Regions from separate parts of the Sus scrofa genome. Here region 1 is linked to region 2. The links are chromatin contacts, called in public Hi-C maps. All regions are on one chromosome and are shown on one strand. Each heading gives the region's core, a stretch centred on a gene start, on an enhancer-like site or on the middle of the called end of the contact. The rest is flanking DNA. Distances are from core to core; before and after follow the strand shown. Region 1 holds the start of PIGH (phosphatidylinositol N-acetylglucosaminyltransferase subunit H). Region 2 holds the start of VTI1B (vesicle transport through interaction with t-SNAREs 1B).

Region 1 (5,993 bases), core at 265-2,764, 97 kb before region 2:
TAGTGAGAAGAAATGGTTTCAGAGTCAGCCCTGGGTTTGAAACCCAGGTATGCCATTTACTAGCTTTATCACTTCGGATAAGTTATTACTCTGAGTCTTGATTTTCTTCTAAGGTTGAAACAAGGCATTTAGTAAAGCAGCAGGCACTTGGTGGGCATTTAATAAAAATACCTGTTCCCTCTTCCTCACATGACTACATGGTCAGAGCTCAAGCTCGTATTGAAGTTCAGCTATATTATATATTAAATCTTTTTACGGAAGGGGAAGGACGGTCCTGGCAACTTAACCAATTCGAGTGACTTACAAACAAGCTTTTCAATGCAATTTGGTACAAATTAATGGATGCAGTATGGGAAACAATACCCAAACTATAGAAATAAATAGCCTTGCTGTACTTAGCTCTAGTTAGGTCACTCCTGGGATAATACATTCAATTTAGGGCACTACATACGAAACTAAATTACTGAAGAAAACAATAAGGATGATTCCTTTTATTTGAGGGCTGTCACAAAGCCACTACATGTGACCCTCACAATGCTGTGAAAGTGGCGTGGCAGATATTAATTGCATTTTGGAGACGTGAACATTGAGGCCCAGAAAAAGGGAATGAGTCTAGAACTGAGCATAGAAACCACCCATGTCCAAAATTTCACAATTTAAGTTTGGGGAAGGGATCGGGAGGAGGAGGAGTTAGGCTGCCTTGAAAAGGAGATTAGGAAGAACTATATCAAACTCTTAACTTGCTTGTGTGAACTGCGGAGGCAAAGACACACGGAGGCAAAGACATTACTGTGGCGGCACAGGCAGTTTCTAGAAGACTTTAAGGTACTGTTAGCAGTGATTCCTCTGAGGAGTGGAAGTGATGGATGATGACGATCCATTTAGTTCTCTTGAACTCTTGGACCTGAATGACCATGCGCGTGGACTACAGAGAGCACGGGGAAGTTAATGTTTTGGACTGTCGTGCAAGGACGAGCTCCATCTGTATGCTGGGTGGAACCAGGGAGCAGAGCAGCGGCCCGTGAGCGGGATAAAGTACAGGAGCACAAACGTCACTAAACCTAAGGAGGAGAGCTGTCCAGCAGCGGAATGGCGTCCCCAGAACCCTCCCGTTCCCTCCCTCCAGCCCTGCGACTGGAGGAGGGTCCGGCGAGAGGTCTGGGCTCAACCCAAGACCCTTCTAAAGCCGAGCCTCCGACTCCGGCCCGCGGGAAGGGGCCGGCCGGCCTTACCTCGCAAAGCGTGAAGAGTCCGTAGGCCGCCAGCCACACGGTGCAGGTGACTGCGGTGAGCGAGCGGAACGAGATCCGAGGGCAGCTGAGACAGAACTCCCGGCAGGACGGGGAGTAGTAGCGCCGCTGCAGGGCCAGGCGGCCCCCGCAGATGTCTGAGAAGCTCTGCTCGTCCTCCATGGCCGGCTCGCCTCCACCAGGCCACGCCGCGGCGTCTGGCGCGCCCTCCAGCGTCCTCTCGCCGGCTCTGGGCGAGCTTCCCGAGCGGGGTTGGCCACGCCCCTCCCCCGGCTGCGCGCAGCCGCAGTTCCGCCGCCGACAGGAGGGACGCTCTTCGGGTTTAGGTTTTTCCACGCCCTGGCCCAGAGGGATTTGAAGATTATCTACCCCAGAGATTCAAAGGGGGCCAAGGCCTCAGCGGGCAGATTAAAACAGCTGTTAATGTGCTTTCGCCCAACAAACTGATTTCTATTTCTAAGCCAGAGTACGCCCAAGGAGACAGCCCGCAGGTATTTGTTCATTCATTCATTCATTCATCCCGGTGCAAGGTAGTTTTAGGTGCTGAAGGGGTACAGCGGTAAACAGTATTGACAAAATCCCTGCTTTCTAGTAGTTTCCTTCCTATTAAGAGAAACAATATGGAAATAATCTCAGAGTGCTCTTGGCAATAATAGGACCTGCAGGGCTACTCGAGGACTTTGAAGAGGACAGACGACATCCTCTGAGATGAGACACTGGAGCTACAAGTATAAGGTGCCAGACTGGTCTGAGGCAGGTCTGGAGAAGAAATTTGCCAGGAAGGAGGACCAGGAAAAAGAAAGCCCCCGAGGCTGGAACAAGATCGGCTTATTGAAGGAATCAAAAGGTCAGAGAGGCTGACGCATAAGGAATGCAGTCGGCTGTTGGGAGGTAGGTAGCGGTCAGAACCAGGAGGATTTTGTATAGGGCTTGGTAAGGAGTTTAGATCTCACTGGCTAGGTGTCCTCTCTCCCAAACCACTGCCTGGAGCATTGAGTAGGCAGACAAATCCTGGCTGGGAGGTTAGCAAGAGCGGAAGATGATGAGTCTAATTATTATCCCTTCCTTCTGCCATCAAAGGAGTTCCCTTTGTGGCCAGTGGGTTAAGAACCCGACTAGTATCCATGAACACCTGGGTTCGATCCCTGGCCGTGTTCAGTCAGTTAAGGATCCAGCATTGCGGGGAGCTGTGGTATAGGTTGCAGATGCAGTTTGGATCCCAAGTTGCTGCAGCTGTATCTCTGATTCTACTCCTAGCCTGGAAATTTCCATATACTGCAGATGCAGCCCTAAAAATTTTTTTAATTAAAAAATAAAAAACCAACAAAAAGAACTCGTAAATCTTATTGCAGTTTTTTGTGAAATTGATCAAGAAATATTTACATTTGGAGTTCCCGTTGTGGATCAGTGGTTAACTAATCCAACTAGGGACCATGAGGTTTCGGATTCGATCCCTGGCCTTGCTCAGTGCGTTAAAGATGTGGCATGGCCGTGAGCTATGGTGTAGGTCACAGATGCTGCTCGGATCCTGAGTTGCTGTGACTCTGGCACGGGCTGGTGGCTACAGCTCCGATTCGACCCCTAGCCTGGGAACCTCCATATGCCGCAGGAGTAGCCCAAGAAATGGCAAAAAGACAAAAAAAAAAAAAAAAGAAAAAGAAATTTTACATTAAAAAGACAAATATAACACATTTTGTTGACAAATTCCAGTCTTGCTGCTTGCTGCTAAAAAGTCAATACTCAAGAGGCAAGTGCTGGTAGAAACAGATTGCTTTAATCAAAAGCTGGCAATCTGGGGAGAAAGTGGACCCCTATAACAAGACCAGCTCCCAAGATTCTGTTTGGCCATGAAGGTTTTCAAGGGAGAAAGGGAAGTAATCTCAGTTAATTACTGAGGTAGGCGGTCCGATTCGTCGACATCTCCCACTGTGTGCAGGCTCATCTACTTCTTCTGACCTTTCTTTAGAGGCTATCTTGTTTACGCAGTTTGCTTGTGAGATTACTGAAGGGAAACTGGGGAAGAGATCTGGCCATCTGTGGCATTCCCGTTGTGACTTAGCGAGTTACAAATCCGACTAGTATCCATGGGGATGTGGGTTCAATCCCTGGCCTCGCTCAGTGGGTTAAGTATCTAGCGTTGCCGCAAGCTCTGGCGTAGGTCACAGATGTGGCTCGGATCTGGTGTGGCTGTGGCTGTGGCTGTGGCCAGCAACTGCAGCTCTGATTCAGCCCCTAGCCTGGAAACTTCCATATGCCGCAGGTATGGCCCAAAAAAGAAAAAAAAATTCTGACCAACTGTTAATGACTTATTGGTCATTTCTTTTTCTTTGATCTAAGGAACAAAATATGTGTGATCAATAGATTTGAAAGGTGTGCTTGGGCTGGAAGCTAGTTAAAATATAGCTTTGTTAAAGTGGCAAGATAAAAGGGGTCTCCTGCAGAGAGCTCTTTCTTGCAAAAAGCAGCTTACAGTTTCACCTTGTTTAAAATTCTATTTTGGCTTATCTATACAGTGTGAATATATGCTTCCTTATGTAGCTTTTTTAGTGGTTGCTCTAGGTATTATGTTACATATACAAAACTGTTTTAGAAAAAGCTTGGTCTGTGTTTCTCCTTTACCTTCACACTGCTACCACACTCACAATACTTCTGACACCAAATGTTAGGAGAAGTCCCCACACCAAGGGCAATAAATCTGTGACGCCAGTTGGTGTCAGTTCTGACACGATCTACCCAGAAATAGTATCAGATCCCACAATTAAGGGCTCGGTCCCACGAGACTTCTCCCCACTTGGCTGCACATCCGAGTTCCCCATGACCTCCTCTTTCTTGTGTTAGGTGGAGACATGACGTGCCAGGCACCACCGAAACCCTAATCAGACTTACAGTCTAGAAGGTTGATTCCCCCACCCCAACAGTGCCTTGGAGACCAGTTAAACTTCATTCATCATGGGATGTTCCCTTACAACTGCGATCTATCCCCCACCCCAAACCATTACCCACCCACATGCCTAAGGAGATTGCCTCCCTCTCCCCCTTGAATACTGACTTAGCCCAGGAACAAAGCTGTGCTAAAAATAGAAACTACCCCTTTTCCTCTATAACTAACTGCTCCCTAAGTGGGCCGGGAGCCCCACGTTCTTTCTCAGTGTTCCTGGCCAATCTGAATCTGTTAGTCAATAAAACTCTCTTGATGTCTCAGTGCTCCGTCCTCCTGCCTCTTCTTTGATTTTTCTGCTCTAACGTCTTGGGTTCAAGTATTTGCTAGAATGGCTCACAAAACTCAGGGAAACATTTTACCAGTTTATTATATAACAAAGGATGTGATGAATATCCAGATAAAGAGATACAGAGGACAAGGTCTGGGAGGGTTCTGAGTGCAGGAGCTTCTGGCCCCGTCGAGTGAGATCCATCATCTTCCTGGTATATGGAGGCTTCACCAACATGGATGCTCTCCAAACCTTGTACTTTCAGGATTTTAATGCAGTCTTCAGCATGTAGCATGCTCAATCATTACATCGTTTCCAGCCACTCTTCCTCGCTGGAGAATAGGGTGGGGAGCATAGGCTGAAAATCCCAAGCTTCTAATCATGCTTGGGCTTTCTGGTGACCAGCCCCCATCTAGGATCCCACCAAGAGTTGCCTTCTTAGAACAAAAGATACTGTTATCGACCAGGAAACCCCAAAGTGTTTATGAACTTTGTGTCAAGAACCAAAGAACAAATATTAGAACAAAAAATGTTTCTAGGACTCTTATCACTTAGGAAATTACAACTGTTTTAGGAGCTTTGTGCCAGGAACCAGGGGGAGAGACCAACATATATATATATATATATATATATATATATATATATATATATTGTCTTTTTAGGGCCACCCCCACGGCATACAGAAGTTCCCAGGCTAGGGGTCCAACTGGAGCTATAGCCGCTGGCCTACACCACAGCCACAGCAATGCTAGATCTAAGCCACGTCTGCGACCTACACCATAGCTCGCAGCAAAGCCAGATCCTTAACTCACTGAGTGAGATCAAACCTGTGTCCTCATGGATACTAACTACTCAGATTCATTTCTGCTGAGCCACAAAGGGAACTCCATATACATATTTTTTTTTTTCTAATACCTCACAACCATTTATCACAGTCTACTGGTATCAGCATTTTACTAGTTCAAGTCACGTGTAGAAAGCTTACCTCCCTTTACTCTTCCGCATTTATAATAGTCTTAATAATTCCTCTACATTCACTGAGACCCATATCAGACAGCGGCATACTTTTTTCTCCAACATCAAACATAATTTAGAAAACTCAGGAGAGGAGTTCCTGTCGTGGCTCAGTGGTTAGCAAATCCAACTAGGAACCATGAGGTTTCAGGTTTGATCCCTGGCCTTGCTCAGTGGGTTAAGGATCCAGCGTTGCCATGAGCTGTGATGTAGGTCATATATGCAGCTCAGATCCCGTGTTACTGTGGCTGTGGCATAGGCCAGCAGCTACAGCTCTGATTTGACCCTTAGCCTGGGAACCTCCATATGCTGTGGGAGTGGCCCCAGAAAAGACAAAAAAAAAAAAAAAAAGAAAAAAAAAGAAAACTCAGGAGAAAGATAGTCTATTTTTGCTCTTTCAAATTGTTTTCTTCCTTCCTTGATGCTCCAAGATTCCTCCTTTTAGCATTTTCTTTCTGCTCAGACAACATCCTTTACCCATTTTTTTAAGGTTGATCTGTTTGTGACAAATTCTCTTAGT
Region 2 (5,587 bases), core at 1,474-3,973:
TGCGACCTACACCACAGCTCACAGAAATGCCGGATCCTTAACCCACTGAGCGAGGCCAGGGATCGAACCCACAACCTCATGGTTCCTAGTTGGATTTGTTTCTGCTGCGCCAGGACGGGAACTAAGTCTAGGCATCTTAATGTGACACTTAGGTTCCTTAACAGTCTTACTTTCCTCATCTACTGCTACTCTCCCACACATATCTTAAGCTCATAGCACAGTTGCAAATATTTGATTTTTTTTCTTCCTTTGTTGTCTCTTCCCATTTCCCCTGTCTGGTAAACTCCTGTTCAACATTTTATACACTCAGTTCAAAGTTCTCCTTTCTGTGAAGCTCCCTTCTCGGTCGTCCACGCCAATGTTAGTTTTGAGACCATGACAAAAAAGCTATCTCAGGGCTCATCAAATACTTGGCTGTAAATTCGCTCCCGTTTAAGGCAAGAACTCCTGGAACCCCTCAGGGGCCCGACACTGATTGATACATAAATCTCAATAAATGTTTATTTTTAAATGATTATTGAAAAATGACTGAATTCAATTACAGAGCATAAGCTAAATGCAATGGATGTGCTATATACATTATTCAGTGCTTAATCACCCAAGTTCTTGGAGCTAGGGGTTGAATCGGAGCTGCAGCTACCAGCTAGAAGCCTAGGCCACAGCCACATCTGTGAGCTATGCTGCAGCTTGTTTCAACACCTGATCCTTAACCCACTGAGTAAGGCCAGGTATCAAACCTGAGTCTCATGGATCCTAGTCTGGTAACCCGCTGAATCACAATAGGAACTCCAAAATGGTCTATTCTTCAACCACGTACATCAGATTCCATTGCTCTTCTGTTAAAAACCCTTTAGGGAGCTCCCGGAATGGCTTGGTGGTAGCAAACTGACTAGGATCCAAGAGGACACAAGTTTGATCCCTGGCCTCGGCTCAGTGGGTTAAGGATCCGGTGTTGCTGTGAACTGTGATGTAGGTCGCAGATGTGGTTAGGATCTGGCATTGGTGTGGCTGTGGCGTAGGCTGGCAGCTGCAGCTCCAATTCAACCCCTAGCCTGGGAAGTTTCATATGCCACGAATGCAGCCCTCAAAAGACAGGAGGAAAATCAAACAAACAAAAAAAAACAAACTTTCAATTGCCAGCCACTGCATTTAGAAAAAGATGGGAATCTTTTCCACAAGGCCCCAGGTGATCTGGCCCTGCCTACCTCTTTAAAGCTTCATCTATTATCACAATCTCCTCCTTCCACCCCAAACACTGACCTTCTTGTTCTTCCTAGAATATACCAAGCTCATTTCTGCTCAAGGATCTCTGCAGTACCGTTCTGTCTTCCTGACTCTCACTTTCCCCAGATTTGAATGGTTCACCCCCTTACTTCAAATCTCTGCTCAACTTAACTTCAAATCACCTCCTCAAAGAGGCCTTTCACAGCTACTCAAGTTAAAGCTAGAGCCCCCTCCCTATTTCTTTGCCCTGTTTTATTTTCTCACATTGCTTTAACACCACCTCTTTTTTTTGTCTTTTTGCCATTTCTTGGGCTGCTCGCACAGCATATGGAGGTTCCCAGGCTAGGGGTTGAATCGGAGCTGTAGCCACTCACCTACGCCAGAGCCACAGCAATGCGGGATCCCAGCCGAGTCTGCGACCTACACCACACCTTACAGCAACGCCAGATCAACCCACTGAGCAAGGTCAAGGATCGAACCCGCAACCCCATGGTTCCTAGTTGGATTCGTTAACCACTGAGCCATGACGGGAACTCCGCACCACCTCTTGATATTTATATTATCATCAACCTATAGAAGAGACTTTAAGCGTTTTCACTGTAGTTTGTAATATTACCAGCATCTAGGACAGTGCCTAGCACACAGCAGACTCCTCCAATAAATATGTTAAACAAAGATATAATTCTCACCAGTGTGTCAATTCATATGACCTTGAGGAACTCACAGAGCAAACACTCAAGCTTTGACACTTAAGTAAAAACAACAAAAATCTTACCTGCTTTGCCATGGAGAGCTATTTGTCTTAGGACAAAAAACTATGGCAAACTTCCCTATGTGAATTCGAACTCTTTATTTCCTCCAAGCAAAACCTGCAGCAATCCGAACTTTAAAATCAAGGAGCAAGAAACAGTCTAGGCGGAGTTCAGAGGACGACCATACCTAATGATCACAATCCTGATTTTAAAGAACCCCCCCTCCAAGACTGGTTACTTACCAACCCCCAGAGTTATGACTCCTTTGGGTTCTGAACTTTTTTTGTGCTACGGCTCTTCTGCCAGTCTGGGTCTCTTTTGAAAATAGTTTTGGATATATAAAACAAAAATACAGAAAGCTACAAAAGAAACCCATTCTACTGAAACACAGCATCTCAGATTTAAGGTCTGTACTCTTCTTGCCACGCTGAAGACGAAACGAGAAAAATCTGAACGCTATAGGATCAAAAGGGAACACCTGGCAGTAGGGAGCTCCCGGGTGCCTGGACCCAGCCAACCTTAGGGGGCGTGTCTGAGAATGAGAAGCGAGAGAAGAGGGTGGGGGCCCTTCCTCGCAGAGCTGGCGGAGCCGGGTTCCCCTAGGCTCAGCCCGCCCCCGCCTTACCTGTCCCTGCTATCCCCAGGAGCCGCTCCGGCACCCCTCGTAGGTCTTCATGGAGGCCGCGGAAGATCTCGTGCAGTTTCTCGAAATGCTCCGAGGAGGCGGCGGAGGTGGCCATGGCGGAGGCCGCTCTACAACAGCGGCCGCCGAGACTCAGGGCTCGGGGCCCACTTCTACGCCACCGTCAGCCGCCCAGCCCCGCAGGCATCACGGCGACCGCCGCCACCACCTCCCAGGACGAGGCGCTTCCGGCGCCGCGGCGGGGTCCTGCCGAACCGGAACGCCCACCCCCTGCATGGCGTCACTGACGGCGCGCCAGGCGCCAAAGCCTGACGGAAAGTTTGGCAGCGTGCGCTGCCCGGGCGACTCCTGCGGGGGTGGCAGCGATCTGACGCTAGCCGGCAGTCTCGGAACCCGGGAAATACCCAGCTCGGCGTCGGGGAGAGCGCCACAGCGGAAGGGACTTTGGGGACCCGCAGGCCGGGCGGCACGGCCCCCTCCCTCTCGGGATCCGCCTTCCGTCGAGGGGCTGTAGTGCATGCTGGGGGCTGTAGTTCGGCGCGGAAAACGCCCCTACTCGGAAGTCACGCATCGTTGGGGGCGGTGGCCCTGTGGTCGCCGCGGCCGCGGACGTGACGCTAACATATCGGTAGCGCGTGGTCGTCGTCTTCACTCTGGTGGTAATGTTTGGCCACTCTGATTCAGTCCACATTATGACTGTTAGCTTTCAGTTTTCGGAAAATAGCTGGGTCAGGTTCCTGCCTGCTCTCAAGCAGTAAAGCACTTTGACTGGGAGTCAAGTGATCAGTCATATGCTTTCAGGAGTGGCCCTCGGGCAGGGTGGCCCCTAAAATACTCACCCTCTAGCCGCCGCAGCTGCGGTGCACTCGTTCACTTAGCCGGTGTTTGTCAATTTAAGGGTAGTCACTGTGGTGGGATCTGGGAAAGTGTTGGTGAATAAGTTTCTCTCTGCGCTTGGGTAATTTATAATGAAGGCAGACCTGGCTTTTATCAGCTCTCTCTCAAGTGTAATGTGTTAACAATTACAAGATCTTTTTCTGCACTTCGTGGGTTTTCGTGATTTAATGGAGGAAAATTCCTATTTTCACTGATGAGTTTGCCTATGGAGCCCATTCTGGAATACTTAAAACTGCCCGCACATGTTAAAAATATATGACTGACCAGGGGTAAATGATTTGGTAATTTTTATCTCCTGGACCCTAGTTTTTTATTAGACCGAATTCATTGATCATTGATTCAACAAATTTTTGTTGAGCTCCTAATATTGAACATAGAGATAGATAGCAAAGTCTGAGGTCATCAGTGGCAGTGTACTGTGGTAAGTCCCATAGCATTGTGTTATAAATAAAAGGGACAGGTACAAAAAGAAGTAACAAATAGCCTGGGATGGAAAAAGTGATCTTTTCTTCATGAAAGATTAGTAGAAAATGGGTGAATGACTAATCAAATTATCGCATAACCAGAGTTAATGGCATTTGAATTGAGACTGTACTGTACTAGACTCTGGGACAAATTATTCTCAGAATGAGAAATGACTGCATAACTATAATAATGAAATGTTTTCTTCCTTTGACTCTAATTAAACTTTAATTATTTTCTTCTTTTGGTTCAAATTAAATTTGTTTAATGCTGACAGTTTTCATTCTGGTAAATAAAAACATGATACATAATCAAAAGTTTTTATTTGTGATTGACAGTTCAATATACATTAAATATTAATTCAGTTCCACACTATTATCAAAAGTTTCCCAATTTTTCCGTAAAATAACTATGTCTAGTTTAATGGTCAAAACAAGTTCAACAAAAGATTATTTACAAATATGAGAAGACTGTGGTCCTACACTCTTTTCTCCACCTAAGTGAATATATGTTAGTCCAAGAAAATCACAAACTCTAGTAGAAGTATGTACTCAAAACAGGGGATGAACTATTACCAATTCCTCAGCCTTCCTTCAGCAGCATTCCTTTTGATAAAAGTTCTCCAAATGTAGATTTCTAGCAAGTACAGTAGACATTAATATCAAGATAATGTAAGGAAATGCCCTAAAAGATTTTTTAAATTGACTGTAATTACCAACACCAGTCCTTAAAATATTTTGTTGAAGAAGTTCGTGCTGTGGCGCAGTGGGTTAAGAACCTGACTGCAGTAGTTTAGGTTGCTGTGGAAGCTCAGGTTCTATCCCCAGCCAGGCGCAGTGGGTTAAAGGATCCAGTGTTGCCACAGCTGTAGTTCGGATTCAATCCCTGGCCCGGGACTGAAAAACAAACCCTTAACTAGTCCCTTCATTGCCTTTGCATGCAGTATCTTCTAGGATTCTTTTTTGGATTTCTTCCATGCTACCCATGTGCTTCTTGATTGGTAGTTCTGAGCAGATACAAAGTTCACTTCTATTTGTAGCTCTACCCATTTGTATCAAAGACTGAATGACACTGATTTGATCGGTCTCTGATCATTTACCTGCACTAGGATCCAGTATAATACTGTTCCTTTGTGGCTATTTTGAATGCTCCCAACTGCATAAATATAAAAGAACACACACAAAGATACACTCAGGGACAATCATCAAAAAGCCTTTCCTGTCTTCTGGTTCTCTAAGAGAAACTAAGGCACAAAAATGAGGCCTCCTTCAGTAATTGAAGTCAGGTGGCATATCTTTGCAAACTGCTTCTTCCACTACCCTCTTGCTGGTTTGAGAAATAGAAAAATGAATGACAGTTTCAATTTGATTTTTATCTCTGCCTTCCCCCAAATTCCTACCATCCCCTAAACCCTACTACCTTCTTAGAAAAGGAAGCTCTTTTGTGGTCTAGGCATGGGAAAGTGTCTTAAAAGCGGTGTCAGAGATGAAGCCATGCCACAACCCAGATTCAGTTAAGAGTTTCTTTCAAGACTCCAGATGTTGGTGCCATGATGGTTTTCTTAAGAGATAAGGGAGAAATCTTGCTCTTGAGCCAAGCCACTGTGACT

The links. A called contact is a pair of places that touch in the nucleus more often than the background predicts.
Region 1: a Hi-C map of skeletal muscle shows a contact between it and region 2, with 2.9 times the contacts expected there. The contact joins the promoter of PIGH here to the promoter of VTI1B in region 2. A contact is called at or near these places in 1 of 5 promoter capture datasets (liver), 19 of 47 Hi-C or Micro-C datasets (blood, brain, embryonic fibroblasts and 8 more) and 2 of 2 datasets of contacts at active chromatin or transcription factors (alveolar macrophages and skeletal muscle).

What each region holds. Positions count from the first base shown.
Region 1 is chr7:91,314,834-91,320,826 of Sscrofa11.1, forward strand. It overlaps PIGH (phosphatidylinositol N-acetylglucosaminyltransferase subunit H), which reads right to left and starts at 1,515. Exons shown (of 4, transcript XM_001928658.5): 1 at 1,233-1,515. The coding sequence starts at 1,412.
Region 2 is chr7:91,410,757-91,416,343 of Sscrofa11.1, forward strand. VTI1B (vesicle transport through interaction with t-SNAREs 1B) reads right to left here and starts at 2,724. Exons shown (of 6, transcript NM_214437.1): 1 at 2,602-2,724. The coding sequence starts at 2,716. RDH11 (retinol dehydrogenase 11) reads right to left here. Exons shown (of 8, transcript XM_005656347.1): 8 at 4,285-5,587.